Linked DNA regions of Astyanax mexicanus: region 2 is linked to region 1. Evidence: chromatin contacts called from public Hi-C data. All regions are on one chromosome and are shown on one strand. Each heading gives the region's core, a stretch centred on a gene start, on an enhancer-like site or on the middle of the called end of the contact. The rest is flanking DNA. Distances are from core to core; before and after follow the strand shown. Region 1 holds the start of maml3 (mastermind-like transcriptional coactivator 3). Region 2 overlaps maml3 (mastermind-like transcriptional coactivator 3).

What was found. Hi-C and Micro-C count contacts between places; a contact is called where the count stands out from the background.
Region 2: a contact with region 1 is called in a Hi-C map of muscle, with 14 times the contacts expected there. The contact joins the enhancer-like site here to the promoter of maml3 in region 1. A contact is called at or near these places in 2 of 3 Hi-C or Micro-C datasets (both in muscle).

The regions. Positions count from the first base shown.
Region 1 is chr7:47,211,175-47,215,954 of AstMex3_surface, forward strand. maml3 (mastermind-like transcriptional coactivator 3) reads left to right here and starts at 2,445. Exons shown (of 5, transcript XM_049481145.1): 1 at 2,445-4,104. The coding sequence starts at 3,637.
Region 2 is chr7:47,357,143-47,361,922 of AstMex3_surface, forward strand. All of the region lies in intron 2 of maml3 (mastermind-like transcriptional coactivator 3), which reads left to right. Among protein-coding and RNA genes, the nearest start is that of LOC103045155, 30 kb to the right of the region's middle. Within about 2 kb of position 2,694, the one cell type or tissue checked has an H3K27ac peak away from gene starts, as active enhancers do.

The DNA.
Region 1 (4,780 bases), core at 1,195-3,694:
ATCACTGAGATCAGTTTTTGCCTTTTCTAAGGACCCAATCCGCATGAATCTGAATATTTTAACAAATTCTAAATGTGTTTTTTGGCCTCTTATCCACAGGAAAATGTCATTTTTAGTCACTGAAAATAGCAAAATGATCTCCAAGGTGTGTTGTAGCCTGGATACTGTAATGTCAAGCACATGCATGTTTCTGCCTGAATCCTAAATCCCTCCTTATATAGTGAATGATGTAGAGTATATCATAAAACTACATGCAGGTAGCACTAGATTTTAGGTTTTCAAATATAAATGTAAATACTGTTCTATTAAACAGTATCCCTTGTGTATGTAATACAAGTCACAGGGCATAAAGAGTTAATGTCCTTTTCTGAGGAGCTTTAACTAAATTTTTTGCTGTTCCACTAGCGCAATACTGAAGTTCTGGCACCCTCTCAAGCTTTCTGCATAATTCAAGCATTAAAATGTAAACAAAGTCATTCAGGGTGCTTTGGTGTGAAATGTTCCATTTTAGAGAAACTTAACAACTCAGAGTGTCTTAAAGCGGCGGTGATAGGAATCAGATTTCTGAAGCAGTTAACTCCCTGCAGAGCTACTGCACAGAAGGTTAGTACACCAAACATTTGCAAATACACAGATCAGTCATAACATCAAATTCATCTGCCTTATAATGTGTTTGTTCCCCTTGTGCTGCCAAAACAGCTCGGACCCGCATATCTGGCCTGTGGCAGAGACGATGCAGATGGTTTTATTCATCTATAGGGGTGCCCAGGTGCCCCAGTTGAGGGCAGTTTATGGGAAAATTGTATTTTTTAACATTTAAACTATTAAAACTATACTATCACAACAACACCTTCCTTAAATAATCATCTAACTAGTTGTTTTCAAGTTTTCAGGAAATATGTTACAGTTGTTATGGCTGTTTAAAAATTAGCAGTGGTTTCAGAAGTTTATCATACAGTCGAGCAGCAGAACCAACTAGAAACAATCCTAATGCAACATTCTGAAAATATTGATTAAGAAAGACAGAAAACGGTTAAAATTTTACAGTGATAGAGACAAACCCCAAAGCACTTACAGTTGTAACTGCAGCAAATAATGGCTCTACTAAGTATTCATATTCACACTTTTCAGATTTTTATTTGATAAAATATTTGAAAACCATGTATCATTTCTGTTCCACTTCACACTAATACAATACTTTGTGTTTGTCTATCACTTAAAGGTTTTTGGTTGTAAGGTGACAAAATGTGAAAAGGTTCAAGGGTTATAAATACTTTTGCAAGCCACTGTAACTGCCACAAATTACCAGTTTATTTTAACAATTTAACAGCTTTATTGACTATTTTGCTGACTAAAATGCAAATTAAAAACTTAATTATAAGACTAAACAACTATGCAACTATGTAACCTATAGCCTTTATAAATAAGAAGTAAATGTTATATCATAGTAGAAATCTCTCACTTACCAGTTGGAGGTGAGCTCTGAATCGTGTAGAATAATTCAGTGAAGCTGAAGTACCTTCATTTTGGAAAGCTATTAAAGTAGTCCAAATCACATTTTATTATTACTTACGCATAATAAATTAGCTTAAGTCTAACTCTTGATTTAGATCATTATTCTGAAGGGGTCGAATCAAATGATCTGATCAGCTTAGGATGTTTTTACCACAGGTGGCCCTGCAGCATCATGAGGAGATATCATGAGGAGTCTTCTTGTTCAATTACTCAAGTAATTATTCATTGTCGGCAAACAAACCTTGTGAAGTAAAGAGTTATATCCTATCTTAGATTATTTACGTGGATAGACTGTGTGTTTCAGATGTTGAAATTTTAAATAAATAAAAATTAATACCGATAATAAAGGGGGCACCCAACTAAAATGCTGCACAGGAAAACCACAATGGTCATTGTACATGGAAGATCTGAAAGCTCTGCTTTTTTATTTTAGCCATTTTTATTCTGCAAATAAATGCTCTAAATGACAATATTTTTATTTGGAATTTGGGGGAATTTGTACGTAGAGAATAAATCAACAAAGTTAATTTTACTTAAACATATACCTATAAATAGCAAAGTCAGAGAAACTGATTCAGAAACTTTTTTTTTCCAGAGCTGTATATAGATCTAGAAAAACTAAGATTAGAGCAAACATGATACCTCATAAGCAGTGATCAGTGATATTGCACATAGGCTGACCAGTAAATAAATAGAAAATAAATAGTAAATAAGTGGTAAATAAGGGATTATGTTGCACATAATTTTGGTAAACAGTTGGTACTTATTGGTTTACTTGTTATCTTAACCAGAGAACATTTTATTTTATATTAAGCCAGTCTGTGTGTAAAGGAGTAAAGAGACTAGTCCTGGCTAGCCTTGCTTTAGTAGTAAAGCAGTCCTGACCCGCTGAACTGTGAGATCCACTCCGTGTTTTAAACGCTGATTTTTTTTCACTCAGCTGGTGTTGTTATTTGTTTTCCCACTCAGTATCCGGAACCCTTCCTGTTCTGATTGGCCAGTAGTGTCCCGCCTCCTTCGCTCAGATTGGCCAGGCGTGCATCGTCTCCTCTGATTGGCTGATAGCCTGCTAGTGTGAATTCGCAGCCAGTCCGTGCTCCGGAGGGCGGGGTGTGCCGGAAAGCGGGTGGGAAAGAAAGGCAAACGCTCTCGGCTTGTTGTCCTGATATCACTCCGCTGCCATGGAGGAGGGGAGCGCTTGATTATTTTGATGGTGGCGGCGGTGGCGGCGAGTCTGGGGACTTTATTTTATGAATTTCTCGCTTTATTTTGTGGGGTGAGGAAGCCGCGCACTTTGTTTCGGGGCGGTTTTAACGAGCTAAAGCACAGAAAAGTGAAAAAGTAATGACATGCAAGTTCACGAAAGTACTCTGGAGCGTGTTCGCTGCAGACGGAGAAACTTTTTTCTGGCCCCTCGACACGGAGAAGGCAAGCCGGCGGGAGAGAGGCGGTGTGCAGCGGCGGCGGTGGTGGTGATAGTGGCGGTGAAGATGATGATGATGATGATGGTGGTGGTGATGATGAAGACAGTGGTCATGGTGGTCGACTGTAACCTCCGGATGTCTCACGCGTTAGGGGTGAGAGTGTAGCCTTCCGGCGGCGGGCGATAGAGAGAGGGGGGTGGGGTGGGAGGTTGGAGGGGCTTGAGGGTTGAGGTGTGGGGGGCAGAGAGACGGTGGACTGACCCCTGGACCTGGTCCTTGTCCTGGTCCTTGTCCTGGTGCTTTCACGCTACTTGATAACTAGCTAGCTACTTGCAGCGATTGATTAGTGGACCCTGGTGGTGGGCATTGATTGATTGAGAGGTTGGACCCTAAGCTTGGACCCATTCATTCGTCTTTATGGGCTTTATGACTGAGCTCTCCCCGAGATCTGCTCTCCAAGCCCCGGCTCTTTCTCTCCGGCTCTCTCCCTCCCTCCCCCTCCCGGATCCTCGGCCAAGCTGAGCCGCTTTTGGAGAGGGGAGAGCGGGGAGAGAGGGAGTGAGTAGAGCGGTGGAAGACTAGCAACTACAAGAAGGACTAGAAACACTAGAAGGAGTCAATTCTGGTTCTGTTTCTAGTTCTGGTTCACCCACTACTACAACACCACCACAAAAGTTCTCCCTAACCAGTAGCACAGATGATGGGAGATTTCGCCAGCCCTGCAGCCGCGAACGGCGGCGGCGGCAGCCTTTGCATCAACAGCAGCGCGGTGAACCTGAACGCCGCTCTCGGCGCTGGCGGTAGCGGCAGCGGCGGGGCTGCTAACAGCGGCGGCGCCGGCAACAACAACGGAGCTAACGCCGGCGTCCCCAAGCACAGCACAGTGGTGGAGCGGCTCCGGCAGAGGATCGAGGGCTGCCGGCGGCACCACGTTACCTGCGAGACGCGCTACCAGCAAGCACACGCGGAGCAGCTGGAGATCGAGCGGCGGGAGACCGCGGCGCTTTACCAGCGCAGCCTGGAGCAGAGGGCGAAGAAGGCGGCTAGTGGCGGCGGCGGAGGCGCTGGTGGTGGCGGCAGCAAGCAGGGCAAGCAGCAGCAGCAGCAGGAGCCGGACGCCGCCGCTGCTGCTGCAGCCGAGCAGAGGAGCAGCACTCTGATAGCGGTGAGTAGACTAGCTAGCTAACTATCTAACTAACCCAGGTTAGCTATAGGTTCCCACTGCTTGTATACTGTTGTACAGTGCTTTGTGTGGGGTTATCATGCATAATACAGGTACAGGGGAACTATTTAACCCTAGCTAACCTAGCTAGGTTAACAAGCTATTTTTTCAAGCTGTTTCTGCAACAACCATGCAGCCTCTGACAGTGTCTGTGTCTGTTTTTGCACTGTAGAAAAAAATAGACATGGCAGGGAACTGCACGGAACTACCTGGCAGCTTGTTTCGGTTTCAGCAAACCCGATTTCACACTCTTTAACCGGCAGCTTTCCACCACCACATATCTCCAAACACTGTGTAACGTTAGATGCTGCCCGGGCTCACTAGCTAGAGGTGCAGGCGTTTGTTGGTTCACTAGCACGCATTTGTGAGCGATTAGTGCACGTTAATTCAGCTTTGAACTACTTTTTACACTTTTCTCTCCAGCTCCACCTCCTTCCAAAGTTGTGCAGAGAGGTTTTACACACTCATACACACACAGGCTGTGATGTCACCCATCTGCTCTCCACCTACTTACTACTTAGCTAGAGTTAGTTAGGGTTTGCTACTGCTCCCTGCAAACCCATTTAACACATTTTGGTTAGTTTTTGAACAGTAAAACACATTTTTTCTTTCAGTATTG
Region 2 (4,780 bases), core at 1,444-3,943, 150 kb after region 1:
TTAAACCCAAACCAACCCAACCTAAACACTAAATCATAGCTGACTCTTATTCCCAGCCTGTACTCTTCAACCCAGCCTTGACCCGTAAATCCAGTCTTAATCTATCAATTTACCCTTAAACCCAGCCTTTGCCCCTAAACCCTTCCTTACCCTGAAATACACTCTCAACCGCTAAAGCCTTTCTTAACCATCTAACTCGGCTTTAACCCTTAAACCCTGCCTTAACCCTTATACTCAACCTTAACCTTTAAACCCAGCCTTACCCTTACACTCATTTTTAACCCTTAAACTCAGTTTTAACCTTTTAACCCATCTTTCACACTGACCTTCATGAACATGTAGCTTATAGCTGCCTAGTGGATCTGTAGTGCAGGGATTTGCTGTGTGTGTGTGTGTGTGTGTGTGTGTGTGTGTGTGTGTGTGTGTGTGTGTGTGTGTATATATGCACACAAGACTATTTGAATATTTGTGCATTGTTCTGTAGCGCAGCACACACTCGCTCACCCCCCCGGAGGAGTGTGTGCCGGCACGTGGTGTGTTATTAGGCGAGATGTTGGGAGCAAGCCTCCCAGATTAGTGTGTGATCAGGGCCAAGCTCACTACTGGTAATCAATCTGAGTGTGTGTGTGTGTGTGTGTGTGTTTGTGTTTGTGATCAATGGAAGCGATCAGTCTGTGCTGAACTGTAGATTAGATTATTGTGCATTCTGCAGTTTCTCACTCTCTGCTGTGTGTAGTGCTTACATGTGGGCTGGGAGAGAGAGTGTGCACGTTTCTGCAGCAGTTCTGAGTGTTTTTTTGGTGTGTGTGTGTATGGGGGGGGGGGGGGGGCAGAAGCCCTGACGCCTGCTGCTTTAACCAAATTGGATGCTTATGTAGTCGACTCCCTCCCTAATAACCTGCTCTCCTGGAGTGAGTGTGTGTGTGTGTGTGTGTGGTTGAGGGGGTGGATGTGAGGATGTGTTGGGGGTTCAGATGTGTGTCCAAGCAAACCTACTGCAAGATTTTTGGTTTTCTACTTGACCAATCATTGATATCTTTAGTGGAACATTCCACACATGTTCTGGAGATGTTTTGACCCAGTTCTTTAGCCAGTATAGTTTGGTTCTTGTTAAAGTCAGTTAGATCATGATGCTCGTCCATCCTGCTTTTATCACATGACCTTCAAGAAATTATCGTTCTTTTGCTGCCTAATATGTAGATCCTACCTATCCTACAGTAGGTCACGATACGTTGCCCATGTTAACAATCTCCCACATTATCTGTGATACTCCATATATAGTAATATATAGCAATTCTCTAGGATACTTCATAGCATCTGCGTTACTAAAGAGGATAAAATGCTTATAAATAAGTAAATACCAAAAATTATGAATTAATTGGTGTCAGTTTCACAGAATTCAACTACCAAAATTCTTCACTGCAGGTTTACTCTATTAATTTTATTCTAGCGCCACCATGTGGAGTAATAAGGCTGTAAATTTAGTATGTCCAATTGGGAGGGGATGGCAAGTCTTATGGAGTTTAGAGCATCTGTTTCAATAAAAAAAAACATATCAATATAGATATTATATCGGCACATATCGATATAAGATCTAAATGATACGACATTACAATAATTAAATATTGTTCTACCTCTACTTGACAGATGCCATTGGAACTACATAGTCAAGAGTATTTACAATAGATTGACTGATGAATGAAGCAGTACTATGGGTGCACCGAATATTTGGCAACCGAAAGTATTTGTCTGAAAATGTAAAAAAAAAAAATTATAGATATAAAAATAGTTTCTTCTCTAGCTGGTACGGATTATCAGACATTTAAAAATACCAACGCTGACAAAAAGTATTGGGACAGCTGCTCATTTATTGTTTTTACTAAATTATGAAGCATTGCTGTATTGCTGTGACAGTTTGGTGCCAGTAAATTCATGCTCATCTTCTCTAGATGGTCCTATTCTTTTGGAAATAATACTTTATCTACTGTGAGTAGATAAGCTGTATGTGTGGATGTGGATCTGTGTCATCAGTGGGTACACCTTGAAGTAAATAAAGAAGTATTCAGTATAAGAGGTGTTCACAAACATCTGTATCTGTAGTTTAGCAGGAATACGAAATGACTGCAGAGCTAATAGAACTGATTACTGTGTTAATTGTGTTAATTGTTCCGATACAGATTATACAATCAATGCTAAGGACTTTAGCCATATGTTGGAGTAGCTTAAATACACAGAGTACTGTGTGCATGTGTTTGTCTGTAAGAGGGAGGGAAAGAGAGAGCACGAGAGTGTGTATGTTCCAATACAAATGTCATTTAGTGTAGGTTATGTGGGTGTATGTTGTCATGTGTTGTGGTCGGACCAGGTGGAGCAAGTGAAAACAAAGAGAAAGAGAGAGGAGAGAAAGAGAGAGGAGGAGGAGGAGGAAGGTGGACAGTGCGTGCAGAGGAAACACGAGGGATGAGGATAGAAAGAGGCAGAGGGAGGAATAAGAGGCATGCCACTTTATTTACGCTCCTCTCTCTCTCTTTTACCGTCTCCCCCCTTCCCCTCTCTCTTTCTCTCTCTCTCCTTCCCCTTTCCCTCTCTCTCTCTCCCTCCCTCCCCTGGGTCTGTGTGTGTTGTTAGAGGCTGCCGCCCGCTGTCGTCCATCATGGCTCCTATGAGCACCATCTGCTCAACATTACAGCCGCTGTTGCCTGGCTACCTGCTCTCGCACTCCCTCGCTCTCTCTCTCCTGCCCCTTTATTTTCTCTCCTTTCCCTCTTATCACTCATCTTTCAGATTTCTCTCTCCATTGCTCGCCCTCTTTCTCTTGTTCTTACTTTTTTCCGTTTCTTTTTGACTCTTGCTTTATCACTCTACTGACTCTATCATTTCTCTTTTAGCTTTTATCACTTGTCTTCCAGATTTCTCTCCCTCTGTTTTTCTGCTTTCTTTGTCATTCTCATTGGCCTCTTTCTTCTCTCACCTTTTCACCATTTCCCTCATTTTAATCTCTCATGTTTTAATTCACTTTATTCCCTTCTCTTTATTTTCTCTAACTCTGTCATTATTTTCTTTTTTACTTGCTTGTTCTCATGCTCACACTTCTTACCTCTTCCTTTCTCTCTCTCCTCTATTTCTCTTTTTTCTTTCACTTCATCTCTCCTGCAGTTGCGCACACTCTTTCTCTCGTCATGCTCAGTTGAGGAGTAGTCTGGCTCACACACATTATCCGGGAGGAAGAGGGAGATGTATATTACTGCACTCATGATTAAGCCATCGAGAGAGGGCGAGAGAGAGAGAGAAAGAGAGAGCAAGAGAGAGCGAGAAAGGTAGAGAGAAAGCAAGAGAGAGAGAGGCGGGGAGAGTGTGAGCAAGTAAAGAAGAGAGAGATGGAGAGGAAAGTATGGATGGTAGAGTTTGGGCTGGAAAAGAGAAAGCAGGGGTGTGAGGGAGAGAGATAAGTAGAGATATGGAGGGATGGAGTTGGAGAAAAAGAGAGAGAGGGAGAGGGCGTGCATGACTGCAAGATAGGCATGGAGGTGGAGGAAATAGAGATATGACGGTTCAGAGACAGGAACGATAGATCAACACTGCCCTCATCTGGACACTGTGGACATCACACACACACACATATACACACACACTGCCCGGCGCTCGCTTCGTCAGCCTGCCTGGTTAAGTGAGGAGATCCTGCAGCGTCCGGGGAGATTTGCACTTATCGATCGCTCTGGTCTGGTGGATGGATGTGAAGCATCTGCTTTTAGAGAGAGAGAAAGAGAGGCAGAGTGCTAATTCCACCAATACATCAATACAGCACCTGTGTGTCCAAAAACAAACAAACACACCATCACTCTTCTAAAACCCCTCTCTATATAAAGCTAAAAAAACATTAGATACACAGTGATGTGTCCTAAAGTCATGGGACAACAGTATGTAAATTCATTGTGAAGCGTTTCCTCAGGGAATGGCTTGGAAACACACATTTTATGCAAGTTGTGAGGTTAAACACTGGCCAGTGTGCTCATGGCAAGGCAAAGTGAATTATGTGAGCTAGAGGTCTGATGGTGGGTGCAGGTGGATGTGACCTTCCATTCTTGAAGCTTTGTAGGAATTTAACATTCCTCAATCTAGGGCTGCAACTAATGCCTTTAATTCAAGTAAACTGCAATTAAGGCAGTATTAAGTATTTACAATTTTCTATTTTACTTTTTCATATTAATATTTCCATGTGAATTGTTCTATTGCATTGACTCTGTTACCAGAGTTGCCAGGTTTGCATTTTTCCCGCCAAACTGGGTTTGTTTGAGAGTCATGGGTGAAAATTCAGGGGTACTTTTTTATTTATTACGGCCGCCAAAAAGTTCAAAATGAAAATTACCTCTGTTTTGAATGTCTGTGCCAACTTTAGATAGTATGCTGGTTTAAGCTGATGGATGGGTTTTAGACAGACATTAGGCAGATTTTTTGCTGGACCTGGCAACCCTGGCAATCTCTCCAAATACAACATAAGCACTATATGTGGAATTTAAATGATGTGGAAAAAAGGGGTGGGTGATATAGAACAGGGTATAAAATGGTTCTTGATATTAAAAAATGTTAGCAATATTGTCGCGTTTGATACGATATGGTAAACCCCTAGTGGTAATGATTCTAACCGGTGGCATCTGGCTAGAAATGCACATGCAAACAGACAAGCAACTCTAGCAGAAATCACATACAATAAAGGAGACCACACATGAATATAATGTAGGTCAGTGCAGTATTCTTAAGCTTTGGTAGGACCAGGCAAAAG